3 separate regions of the Sus scrofa genome follow, and all the other regions are linked to region 3. Evidence: chromatin contacts called from public Hi-C data. All regions are on one chromosome and are shown on one strand. Each heading gives the region's core, a stretch centred on a gene start, on an enhancer-like site or on the middle of the called end of the contact. The rest is flanking DNA. Distances are from core to core; before and after follow the strand shown.

Region 1 (3,541 bases), core at 766-3,265, 160 kb before region 3:
CCAATCATTCCATATACCTTAGTCTGCATATGCCAATCCTAAACCCCCAATTCATTCTTCCCGTCACTCCTCTGTAACCTTCTGTAGTGTGAATGAAATTAATGTCCTATTTTTGATCTGGGAATTCATGTTATATGTCTCATATGATGTCACAATTTTAAAGGCATAACTTAAAATTCTGGGGTCTTAGGGAAATTATTTTGTAATTCAAACTGTTACACTTCAGAGTACTTGCAGTAGTGCATGGTAGGGTTGAGAGGGCCTGCCTGTTATGGCATCCCCAACTAGTACTGAGGCTGTATATGGAATTTGGATCTAATCCCAGTCCAAAGTGTTTTGCTCCAGATCAAATGAATATATAAATTTGAATGTGTTCAAATGTACTCATTGGCCTGTTATAAAAAAAAGAACAAATATTTCAAATTCTTAAAGCCATTCTCTTAGTTTTGTTTTTTGAGCAATTTATGGTAGAATACAGCATAAATGTTTCCTTGGACATGTCAAATCTCACTCTATATAATAAGGTACCTGGTGAAATGGATTTATGTATTTATTTATTAATTATCCATTTAGCGCTATATTTGCTATTTTTAGGGGGTGGAGCATGATAGAAGGTGTTGGTCACAGGCAATTTCATTATTGGGAAGTGAAAATGTCAGAGGCCAAACCATCTTGGGTTGGAAACAATCACCAGGATTGACACTTTTATTTATACAAGTGTAGCCAGGCATCCACCACCAACATGAGATGTAAAATAAAACTGAGAAGTCATCTTCCATCTGAATGCAGGTACTGGGCCCTGGTATGTTATGTTTTTAGGTTAGTAATATGAATGGAGGGGAAGGCAATTAGATTATGACTTTAATAGGGAGAAGAAATGATATTCTGAAAAGGAGATTATATTAGATTGTAATGGATAGAAGGTTATTTAAAATGCATTAAGCAATACTTTGGAGAATATACTGTACCACTTTGGGCAAGTTCCTCCACTTAATCTTCTAGTTCTGCAGCTGTATCTATCCATAATAATTAATCAATTTCCTAAATTATTTTTCCAAATCTATTGCCCTAGTAACATCTCCACTTTTTATATGACTTCCCCTGCCCCCACCCCAAACCCCCATTTCTTGTGTTTAATATTTTCCCTGTCTCTTTCAAGATATTTCATATGTCTAGAGTTCCCATCATGGCTCAGTGGTTAATGGCCTCAACTAGTATCCATGAAGACGTGGGTTTGATTAATGCCTTCCTCAGGGGGTTAAGGATCCAGCATTGCAGTGAGCTATGGGATAGGCTGGCAGCTATAGCTCTGACTGGACTCCCAGCCAGGAACCTTTTTAGAGTGGGCGTGGCCCTAAAAAGACAAAAGAAAAATATATTTCATATGTTTACTTTCAAATCTTGTTTTTGGTTGGTTAATTCTGGTTTAGTAAACACTATACATAATTTTTCCGTTAATTATTATGCTCCTAGGATGCTCAGTGTTGCTCTTGCCTTTGAATTCATATTTCCCAGAGCATGCTAGCAACCTTAAATGGTAATGTGTGAGGAGATCCTCTTGATAAGCTTAGTTGGATGGATGGTTGTTGCTGAATTTTCCCCCCAGGAGAGCTTTTTAAGAAGGCTGGGGCTGGGGAGAAGGACAAAGTGGGAAAATTGGAGGAAGAAATGCTCAGAGGTAAACAAATTTTCTTAATTCATGTTGTTAACACTAAACCTCTCAGATCATCCAGAGCTGTGTCCTAAATCATATTCTGCCACCTCCAGTGGGCACTGGCTGGCTCCTGATTTCCCACTCCATGGTGGTGATGGCAAGGGCAATGATCTGCCCAGAGAGGGAAAAGGACACACAGAAATCCTTCTTCACCCCATCCCTGTGTCCTTGAATCTTGAGCATTGTCTGAGTTCTAGTGGAAGAAGCTGGGAAGGTGGGAGATTGCTGGAGACAGGAGAGTGACAGCTGGTGGATGACTCAGAGGTGTGATTGGACCTTGTGTGTACAAGGGACAAGGAAGTGGATATTTGCGCAACACATATCACTACTTCCTGGTCTTTACTATCAGTAAATTGGTTCCTGAAAACACTTCCTCCCCTCTTCCTCTGTTTCATTACTCTTACCTGAACAGCATAATTCATCCTGCATGGGATGAAAAAATAATTCCAGAACCTTTTCCTTGGACCCTTATCTTCATTGTCCTATGGTTCTCAGGAGGTTATAGGATTGCTAGTGGGTCTTTTGTTTAATTTTATGCTGATGAGTAATTCATTTTATCTTTTAGGCAGCTGATGTGGCAGTTGTATCAACAGGCGTTTATTAAAAAAAATACCAAGTATCTGTAAATCCTTTTGGTAAATATTTGTGAAGTTTCAAAATCCTCACGTCTGATCAGTGTAAATCAGTCTGCAAGACAGTCTCCTACGAAAGCCATTTGGAGACATAAAGCACATTCTGGCCATGGGAACTTCCTCCTGGGGGTGAGGGGTAGGGAATTCAGAAGAGCCTTCAGCAAAGATAAATTAGCTTTCACAGAAGGGGGACACTTTCAGACAATGCCACGAAACTTTATTCAGATCAGGAAATAAAAGCCTCACTTTGGGGAGTGGGAAAGTTGGGGGATCAAAAATCTGGTTTACGTCTGGCTAAATAAAAGTCTGGAAGAGAAGTTTGCCCTTGTATTCTCATAGAACAGAGGCAACATTCTATATAAAGTATTATTATGAGGGAGAGAAATTTAAATGGTTATACAAATTCAAATCTATAAATAAAATAATTCTGCTTTAGAATAACTCTAATATCCATGACATTTTCCTGAATTTGAAACAAGGACAAAAATATCCTTCTTTTTCACTCGAGCCCTCCCTAAAACCAGCTGACTGATTAGCTGAAAAAGAAAAGACGGTAGTAGGAAATAAAATCCCAACTGAGCCAACTCCATGGGCTGGGCTCTAGTATAAAATTAGGAAGAGCTTAGTTTTTCTCCTATCATATTTGAAAATTTCATTATCAAATATTCCTTTCTTACTCACATGTAGGAGATAATTTCTATCCATTTTCAGTTTCATTTTTAAGGTAGTAAAATACAGTCTAAATTGAACTTCTTGTTTTCAGTTTAAAGGTTTTCCCTTTCTCTTGGTCCTGACTCAGAACTTTGGGAAAGGAAGTCGTGTTCCCCTTTTGTTTTTTACTTCATATCTTCCTGAATTGCCATCCTTTGCCTCAGGGTTGGATGGGACATGGGAGTAATATATAAAGGCAGAAAAGTCTTATTTACTTAGCTGGTGCTGTTAGAAGATCTTACTTGGCTCTCAAGTGCTCTCTGGCATGGCAGGATTGTGGGCTTTTCAGTGTAGACATTTTGCCCCTCCCTCATCTTGGACACTGCACAGGATCTTACTGTAGGAGATGTTCTCTCTGGCTAACCCATTTCATCTGCTCTCTTTGCCTGTACCCACCACTCCACAGCTTCACTTGAACTGGGGTCAATCAGATGTGGCAAGTAAAATGTCATCTTGGGTAAAATCTCTTTCAAGGTTACCCAAC
Region 2 (4,043 bases), core at 521-3,020, 210 kb before region 3:
AGGCCAGGCCTGGGCCACACCTCAGTCCTTCCCACTTGGACTTCTGGGCCAGCCTCTGAGTTTCCTGCCCCTCCTCCCCTTGTTTCCAATTAGCCTACAAGCTGCTGCCAGAATTTTCCTTCTAAATTACAACTCTGATTATGTAATTCCACAGAGCATAAATTTTCATGACTCCACACTGACTATTAAATTAGACAAATGTATCCAAGTGACACTTGGAATTCTCTGAAATATGATTAAACACTTTTAAAACATCTGCTAAGACCTTTCAGGTTTTTTATGCTTTGTCACATTCGATAACTTGCTCCTCCCCGGATATGACCTGCTTCCTTTCTTCGGAAAACCATTTTTTTTCTCACAGTTCTTCCTGTTGAATTTCTTTATATTATGTAAGGTCTGTGTAAAAAGCCCCTGCCTCCAAGAAGCCTGTCACTTCCTCCCAACAGTTCTTTGTGTAATTGATCGAGACCTGCCCTTGGGTGTGGGTTGGTGTGAGCCTTTCAGAGGCAGGCCCGGTGCCCGTCATCATTGTCTTCTACTCTTCAGAGAACCCCAGCACTGATCAGTTAGACAGACCTCCTCCGGGAATATTTCTTGAACTGCAAATTGAGTTTCAATGCTCTCCCCAGCTTTTCTTCACTTAGGTTGTTGCTGGATCCAGCTCAGGCCACTTGTACACATTCTTCTCCAACAAGTCCAGCCAGTGGCTTCCCTCCTTTACATGGTAGCACCTTTAAAAATAAACTATTTTCCCATTGTTTGACATCACAGTGTTGTATTTTTTTTTTCTTTCTTTCTTTTTTTTTTTTTGTGGTCTTTTTGGCATTTCTTGGGCAGCTCTCTCAGCATATGGAGGTTCCCAGGCTAGGGGTCGAATCGGAGCTGTAGCCACCGGCCTAGGCCAGAGCCACAGCAACGCGGGATCCGAGCTGCGTCTGCAACCTGCACCACAGCTCATGGCAACGCTGGATCCTTAACCCACTGAGCGAGGCCAGGGATCGAACTTGCAACCTCATGGTTCCTAGTCGGATTCGTTAACCACTGCGCCTCGACGGGAACTCCCTAAAGTGTTGTATTTTGTTCCTCTTGCTTATTTTCTCTTGGGCTGACTCCCCAAATTGCATTCTAAATTTTTTTAAAAACATAGACTTGGAGTTCACTTGTGGCTCAGTGGGTTAAGGATCCAGTGTTGTCACTGCTCTGGCTCTGGTTACAGCTCTGGAATGGGTTTGATCCCTGGCCGGGGAACTTTTGTATGCCACAGGTGTGGCAAAATAAAAGGGTCAACCTGATCTGACCCCATCAAAGAAAAAAAGAAAAAAAAAACCCAACCACAGACTAGGTTGAAGGTATAGCACCTTTCAAGATACCTGGAGAGTGCCCTGTTATAAAAGATGGTCAATTGCTAGTTACTGATTAACTAATCCTAACAGTAGGAGAAATGGCCTGTAAGCAAGAGGTCAATTTTTGTCATGTGCTATGGTTGGGCTTCCCAGAAAGTACAGATGCTGTAGACCTTTGGCAAACACACACACACACACACACACACACACACACACACACAAAAACCACTAGTGACCTTAAGACGAGAATCTAGCTTTGGTTAATTTATAATAAATCATTATTGAGAAAATCATATTTATTTTTGGAAAGGTTCAGGATGCACTTAGACTATTTAATTGAAACTGAAATGGGTTAGAATTGTCCCAGCTAGTTCGTCAGAGGTTACTCAGTGAAACAGTGGAAAGCCCTCAGCTTTATCTTGACAGAAAGTTTGCGTTGGTGGATTAATCCTTCCCTGGGGAATGACGCATACAATTTGGGGAGCTGCCATCAGTTGAATGGTGATGGCTGGTAGTTATAATTGTAGGTGCATATCCATATCTTTGGGTATGTAACATATTATATTAGACACATTCCTAGACCCCACCCATCCTTGCAGTTTCTGATTCATATGGTTTGAATTGGGAATCAAGTATGTGTTTTTTGGAAAAGTTACAAGCTGATTCTGATGTCCATCTAAAGTTTAAAAGCCTTTGTTTTGCATTTTGGGATATCTTGGTGCCCAAATAGAAGTTTTCTTCAGGTAAGGATAACTGGAAGTAAAGACAGAGAGCAAAAAGCACTTGACTTTGCCATGTGTACATAATTATCTGTGAAAAAAGTCATAGGTGTATTAATAAGCTTCTTTGTCTTGTTATAACACAAAGAAACACACACTCCTCACTAGAGAACTCAGAGTGTATTTTGCAAGGAATAACTGATACAAGCTCTGAGTGTTTAAGAACATACTTTCCTTTTATCCTAAAGGAAGGTTTTTAGTATTCTCTCAGTTATGCTAGATTTTTGTGACCAGGCTCCGTTCCAGCTGTCCCTCTCTTCTATTCAGAAGGAAAGGTGTACTTTTTCTGTCTGGAATATTCCCTGTTGCTCTGCATTTGTTAATACCCTTAATCACTCTCTCCTTTGTGGTCTTTGGATCCCTGGACAGCTGGCTGGGTTCTAAGCCCTTGGTTTCACTCTCTCCCCTCAGGCTCTGAATTTCTTTCTAAAAAGTGTTAGTTTTGGACCTATACTTGTTACTAATTCTTTCCTTCAGAGCTCTGCTGTTTATTTAATTCACTGTCATCTTAAATGGGGACACACTTAAATCTGAACACTTCATAATCATCAAAGATGTTTTTAAACAGGATTATAGAGATGATGTGTGGCTGTTATTAGTAGGTATTGTGCTTAAAAATTTATCAGAAATCACAAGCATTAATCTGGAGGGAGGTTTAGCCTTAAGCATCCTCCACACCTTTGCCTTCTTTATAAAAGTCTTTCAACAAAGCCCTTCTGGTACTTATGTTCACTTTAGTGGGGCTTATTGAGTAGAGTTTTATTCGAGAAAGGCGTTCTACCAAGAATTAAATTTTATGAACATTGACTGAGTAGCTCTCGTGCCAGCCATTGTGGAAGACTTAATGGAATTCTCAAAACAGCCTCGTGAATAGATGTCATCCATGGATGTTCTATGAGAAAATTGAAGCTGAGGGAGTTATGCAATATGCCCAAGACCAGTGTAACCACTTGGTGAGCATTGTGTCTCTCACTTACTACAGCTAAGTCAGCATCTGCTTGGCCCACTAGCCCATGGCCCTAAGCCTTAAATCAGAGAAATTGTAAAGGAGCCAGACTTAGAGCGTCTGTTCTTAGTGTTCCCTCATTCTACCTGGAGAATGCACATTGACGCGGCATTTGGTGAACATGGTGTTTACTTTCCGTGGAAATGACCTGCCTATGGAAAAAAATGGGTACTATCCTGCAAATCTAACCGGTTTATTTAGGAATCTCAGTTCATTTAAGGAGTTAACACGAACTTTTTTCCTCCCCTACAATTCTGCCTTTGTCTTTGTTGATTAGAAGACTTCTCTGACTTGAGTCAACATCTTGAGTGAATTCTATACATTTCTGGTCAATTTCAACTACTGTAACTGAGCCCAAGCTGAGTTTTCAAGCTCCTATCTCATCCAAAGTTCAATTGTTCTTACTCCATCTTTCAGTCCTGGGTACCTCCAGGGTCTTGTGATGGAAGGAGGAAGAGGGAAGGCCTGCATCTCTTTATTCATCTGGCCCTGGTTAGTTTTCTCCTAGTTAGCTGTTGCTGTGTCTGCACTGGTCTTTGGTGCCTCTGTGGAAAAACTTCCAACCTTGTCCCAGGGCACAGGCTTGTGGTCTCCTCACTCCCCTTCTCTCTGATGTCGAAATCCCATATTTCCCAGCCTCTGAAATCCCCACCACCAACAGCCATTGCCTCCTGCTGCCACAATCCGGCCTTTGGCCAGCACTTGGAAAACAGCTTTCTTGGGTAAGCTTCCATGAAACGCAGCTGGAGCACAGCTAATTTGTGCACGGTCCGCTTGGCCCTTTGGAACTCAGGTTTCTTTTCTACATCAGCAGTCTCCTCTTTCCACCATAACATTGTTCTCGTTCTTTTCCCTTGCTCAGACAGTCAGAGGCTAAGCATCTCTACAAATAGCATTTCTTCTTGTAGAAAAGGT
Region 3 (3,993 bases), core at 868-3,367:
AAAAAAAAAATGTCCTGCATTTGAAATTCTGAAATTTTAGAATGATTGATAAAAATAATTTATGACACACACATACACACCTATTTATACATAGCCATTGGATATAGCCACCACATGACGTTCTGGGAAAATATTTTCTGACATGGAAAGATGTTCATGGCATGGTTGGTTCCATTTAACAGGCTAACAAGTATTTCCTGAAAAACAAACATGTGCCTTGCCTAACACTGGTTGTAGACTCTGGAGATAACAACTGATATAAAAATGACAAGAAACCTACTATGTCCACAAACAAAGGAATTTCATGTAGTGCTATGGAATAGACAGAAAATAAAATGAGAGTGATGTGATAAAAAGCGACAGTGAGCCTGGGAAGGGACTGCTTTGCCTAGACAAGTCTGGGGAGGCCTCTCCACAGAGGTGACATTTGAATTGAAACCATTGAAACCTCAATAAGGCACACACATAGAGATCTGTGGAAGAATATTTCAAGCAGAAAAAAATGGCAGAGGACAGGCCTTAGAATGGGAATGGACTTTAAGGTCTATAAATATAGGCATCAGAATGCTAACTAATAATTATTATTTTCTAATGGCATTACAGATTAATTTTTACTTTATTGTATTTGCTTACCTGTGATTGTTTCATTTTCCTGTATTGACATGAATTTTTAATGAACTTTATTACATTTATAGTTGTACAATGATCATCACAACCCAATTTTATAGCATTTCCATCCCAAATCACCAGCGCATCCCCCCATCCCCCAACCTGTCTCATTTGGAAACCATAAGTTTTTCAAAGTCTTTGAGTCAATATCTGTTCTGCAAAGAAGTTCATTGTGTCCTTTTTTCAGATTCCACATATAAGTGATAGATAGCATTTGACGTTGGTATCTCACTGTCTGACTGACTTCACTTAACATGGTAATCTCTAGGTCCATCCATGTTGGTGCAAATGCCATTATTTCTTTCCTTTTAATGACTGAGTAATATTCCATTGTGTATATGTACCACTTCTTCTTGATCCACTCCTCTGTCGATGGGCATTTAGGTTGTTTCCTTGTCTTGGCTGTTGTATAGAGTGCTCAGTGAACACTGGAGTACATCTATCTTTTTGAGTCCTGGTTCCTGCTGGATAGACGCCCAGGAGTGGAACTGCTAGATCAAATGGTAATTCTATTTTTAGTTTTCTGAGGACTCTCCATAGTGTTTTGCATGGTTGTTGCACCAATTTACATTCCCACATTCTGGCCCATGTGATGTGGTACCTCACACTGGTTTTGATTTGCATTTCTTTAATAATTAGTGATGTTGAACATCTTTTTTATGTGTTTTTTGGCCACCCGTATGTCTTCTTTGGAGAGTTGCCTGTTTAGGTCTTGTGCCCATTTTTTGATGGGGCTTTTTGTTTATTGTTTGGTATTGACCTGCAGGAGGTGTTCATAAATTTTGAAGATTAATCCCTTGTCGGTTGATTCATTTGCAAAGATTTTCTCCCATTCTGTTTGTTGTCTTTTTGTTTGGGGCATGAATTTTTAATGAGAAAAAAAGAAATATAATATCATAACCAAATTTTACAAAATTTATGTGGCAGTTCCCCGACATGATCATTTACAGTAACAAAGATAAGGTCTTAATCTAGAAAAAAAGTAGGGCGTGCTTTGCTAACCATATGATGGAAATAGCCTATTGTTTAGATCATTCTTGCTGTTTTCTTTGATTGGGAAGTAATTTACTTAACCTGGGTAAGATAGTCTAGGGAAGCATAAGGGTATAGTTTCACATTTGCTGAAGAAACTAGGTCTGGACTAACCTGATGGCTGTGCATAGATTGGGACAAATTTATTTTGGCTCTATGTTGTGATAAATGAAATGAATCTCACTTAACTTGGTGTTAAAAATCAAATAAGAGTGGGACAGCTATCTTTCATATGTGATTGCCAGTAACACAAAACCACATTTAGATACAAACATGCTAAACATGATCTTATGTAAAAGGCTTATATATAGCAGTGATTGCCAGGGAGGAAAAATAAGACATCTGCTTTCTATTGATTCTGTAGGGAGCAACTTACTGAATCATCACATTTCTTCTCAGTGAAATAAGTACTTTGGTCTTTGGTCTATTTTCTGATAAGAGGTTAATAAATGATCCAAAGGGAAATACACATTTGGAATCATGCTGTAGAGCTATCCTAAGTTTCTTTTTATTTAAATCAGTTTGACTTAATCTCTAAACACTGGTTGTTTGCTGTGGCAGTAAAGAGAAATGTGATTAGAACCACACAGCTGGTTAATTCACTAAAGACGCAGAAGGTTTATGGAGAAAGGAACTATTCCTTTGCAAATAACAAAAAGTTAACAATGCAAACATTCTTTGGGAAAGAGGGAGGAGGCTTTGACCTCTAGTGGGCTAAATTTTTATGAGCAGTTGTACCACAAAATTAAAATTAAGTTATGTGTGGGATTTGGATCAAGTACACCTTTGGGGATATAAAAGAAAGAAAAGATGGATATTTTGGAGGAAGGCTGGGATCACTTTCTGTGAAATTTTCCTTTCATTTGGCTCTGCCTAAGGGATTTTTAGGATTTATCTGATGTCTGAAGTTCTGTCAGACTTTACCTTTTAATAAAAAACAGGATAGAGTTAGAGTCATAAGGGGCTTACTTGGTAGAAACTTTAATTAAAATTGAAGGTTTGTAAGAAGATTTATATTAAACATGTCAGCTTCTCAGTTTTCTTTCAGATGCATCTATTGTTTTAAAAAGTTTTTTTTTTCAATTTCTCTGAAGAAATGAATCTGTGGTTTAAAGCAGTTTATAAAGCAGACAGAGTGATTTTTGCAGACCAAAAGACCTCACAGTCTTGGTGGGCCAGATACTGAAGAGTACTGTTTGCTTGGATTACATGGAAATCAAATAAAAAGGCATCAGATTAACATCTTCAGTAATGGAAGAGACAGAACATTTGGTGTTATTTTGAAGTGCTAAAAAGGGTTATTGCACTTATTATACTTATAAGTGAAAAAGGTTTGCCCTTTCAGAGGGCATGATAAAATATTGTGTTCCTCAAATAATGGAAATTTCAGAGAAATCATAGAATCATTAAAAATTGCTGATTTAGATCTATTTTGAGAAAGATTACTCAGAAAAAGTCAAGAAGATTCAAAAAAATTTATTCGTTCCCCAAACTTAGTAGAATGAGTCAAAGTAATTGGGAAACATGAACAAAATAAAGTAGTAAATAGAATAAATGAATGATGAAGGATGCTACTGGGTTATGGAGATCCCTCCCAGCCTTCATACACTCACAGGTAGTTCATCACCTGTGACTGCAGAAAGGCACTAAGAGTCCTGGCACAGGTGTCAAACAATGGATCAAATATTAGTAAAGTGTAGCTTGTTCCCTGTTTAATTTAAATCAAAATTCTGTTATTAACTCGCTGTACTCCATTATATCCTTCACTGCATTTCCTGGAGGGCAAAAGACTAATGCTCCTAGGTGTTTCTGTGCTTTAAAACTTCTAATATCTCCTGTGGGCATGGCAAAAATAAATATATAAAATAAAATCCTAAGATCTAAGATCAGGTCACTATAACATTTCAGTCCATGACTGATTCATTAGGCTCTAATCCAAATAATGTTAATTATTTATCTGACATTCCTTCTGTGACTAATGACCAATTCTTTCTTAATATTAATATTTAACATTAGCCAGTTAACATACTCACATTAATCCTTTGGCCTCTGGCAGGAAAAATAAATATGCTTGCCTAACTAGTATATAATTTGCCTAAAGGCTTCATGCTTTTCCCCATGTTTAAAATGTATGGGTGTGTAGGAGCTTCCACCATTACTCAGTGGTAAGGAACCTGACTAGTATCCATGAGGATGCAGGTTTGATCCCTGGCCTTGCTCAGTGGGTTAAGGATCTGGCGTTGCCATGAGCTATGGTGTAGGTCACAGATGCAGCTCGGATCTGGCTTTGCC

The links. A called contact is a pair of places that touch in the nucleus more often than the background predicts.
Region 1: a Hi-C map of liver shows a contact between it and region 3, with 2.0 times the contacts expected there. The contact joins two enhancer-like sites. A contact is called at or near these places in 3 of 47 Hi-C or Micro-C datasets (liver and skeletal muscle) and 1 of 2 datasets of contacts at active chromatin or transcription factors (alveolar macrophages).
Region 2: a Hi-C map of liver shows a contact between it and region 3, with 4 times the contacts expected there. The contact joins two enhancer-like sites. A contact is called at or near these places in 1 of 47 Hi-C or Micro-C datasets (liver) and 1 of 2 datasets of contacts at active chromatin or transcription factors (alveolar macrophages).

The regions. Positions count from the first base shown.
Region 1 is chr9:86,749,110-86,752,650 of Sscrofa11.1, reverse strand. All of the region lies in intron 2 of LOC110255481 (a long non-coding RNA gene), which reads left to right. Among named protein-coding and RNA genes, the nearest start is that of AHR, 240 kb to the right of the region's middle. Within about 2 kb of position 2,015, at least 11 of the 83 cell types and tissues checked have an H3K27ac peak or open chromatin away from gene starts, as enhancers often do. A contact at or near this core is called in liver, where this site is marked.
Region 2 is chr9:86,796,083-86,800,125 of Sscrofa11.1, reverse strand. All of the region lies in intron 1 of LOC110255481 (a long non-coding RNA gene), which reads left to right. Among named protein-coding and RNA genes, the nearest start is that of AHR, 290 kb to the right of the region's middle. Within about 2 kb of position 1,770, at least 12 of the 83 cell types and tissues checked have an H3K27ac peak or open chromatin away from gene starts, as enhancers often do. A contact at or near this core is called in liver, where this site is marked.
Region 3 is chr9:86,587,350-86,591,342 of Sscrofa11.1, reverse strand. All of the region lies in intron 4 of LOC110255481 (a long non-coding RNA gene), which reads left to right. Among named protein-coding and RNA genes, the nearest start is that of AHR, 77 kb to the right of the region's middle. Within about 2 kb of position 2,117, at least 3 of the 83 cell types and tissues checked have an H3K27ac peak or open chromatin away from gene starts, as enhancers often do. A contact at or near this core is called in liver, where this site is marked.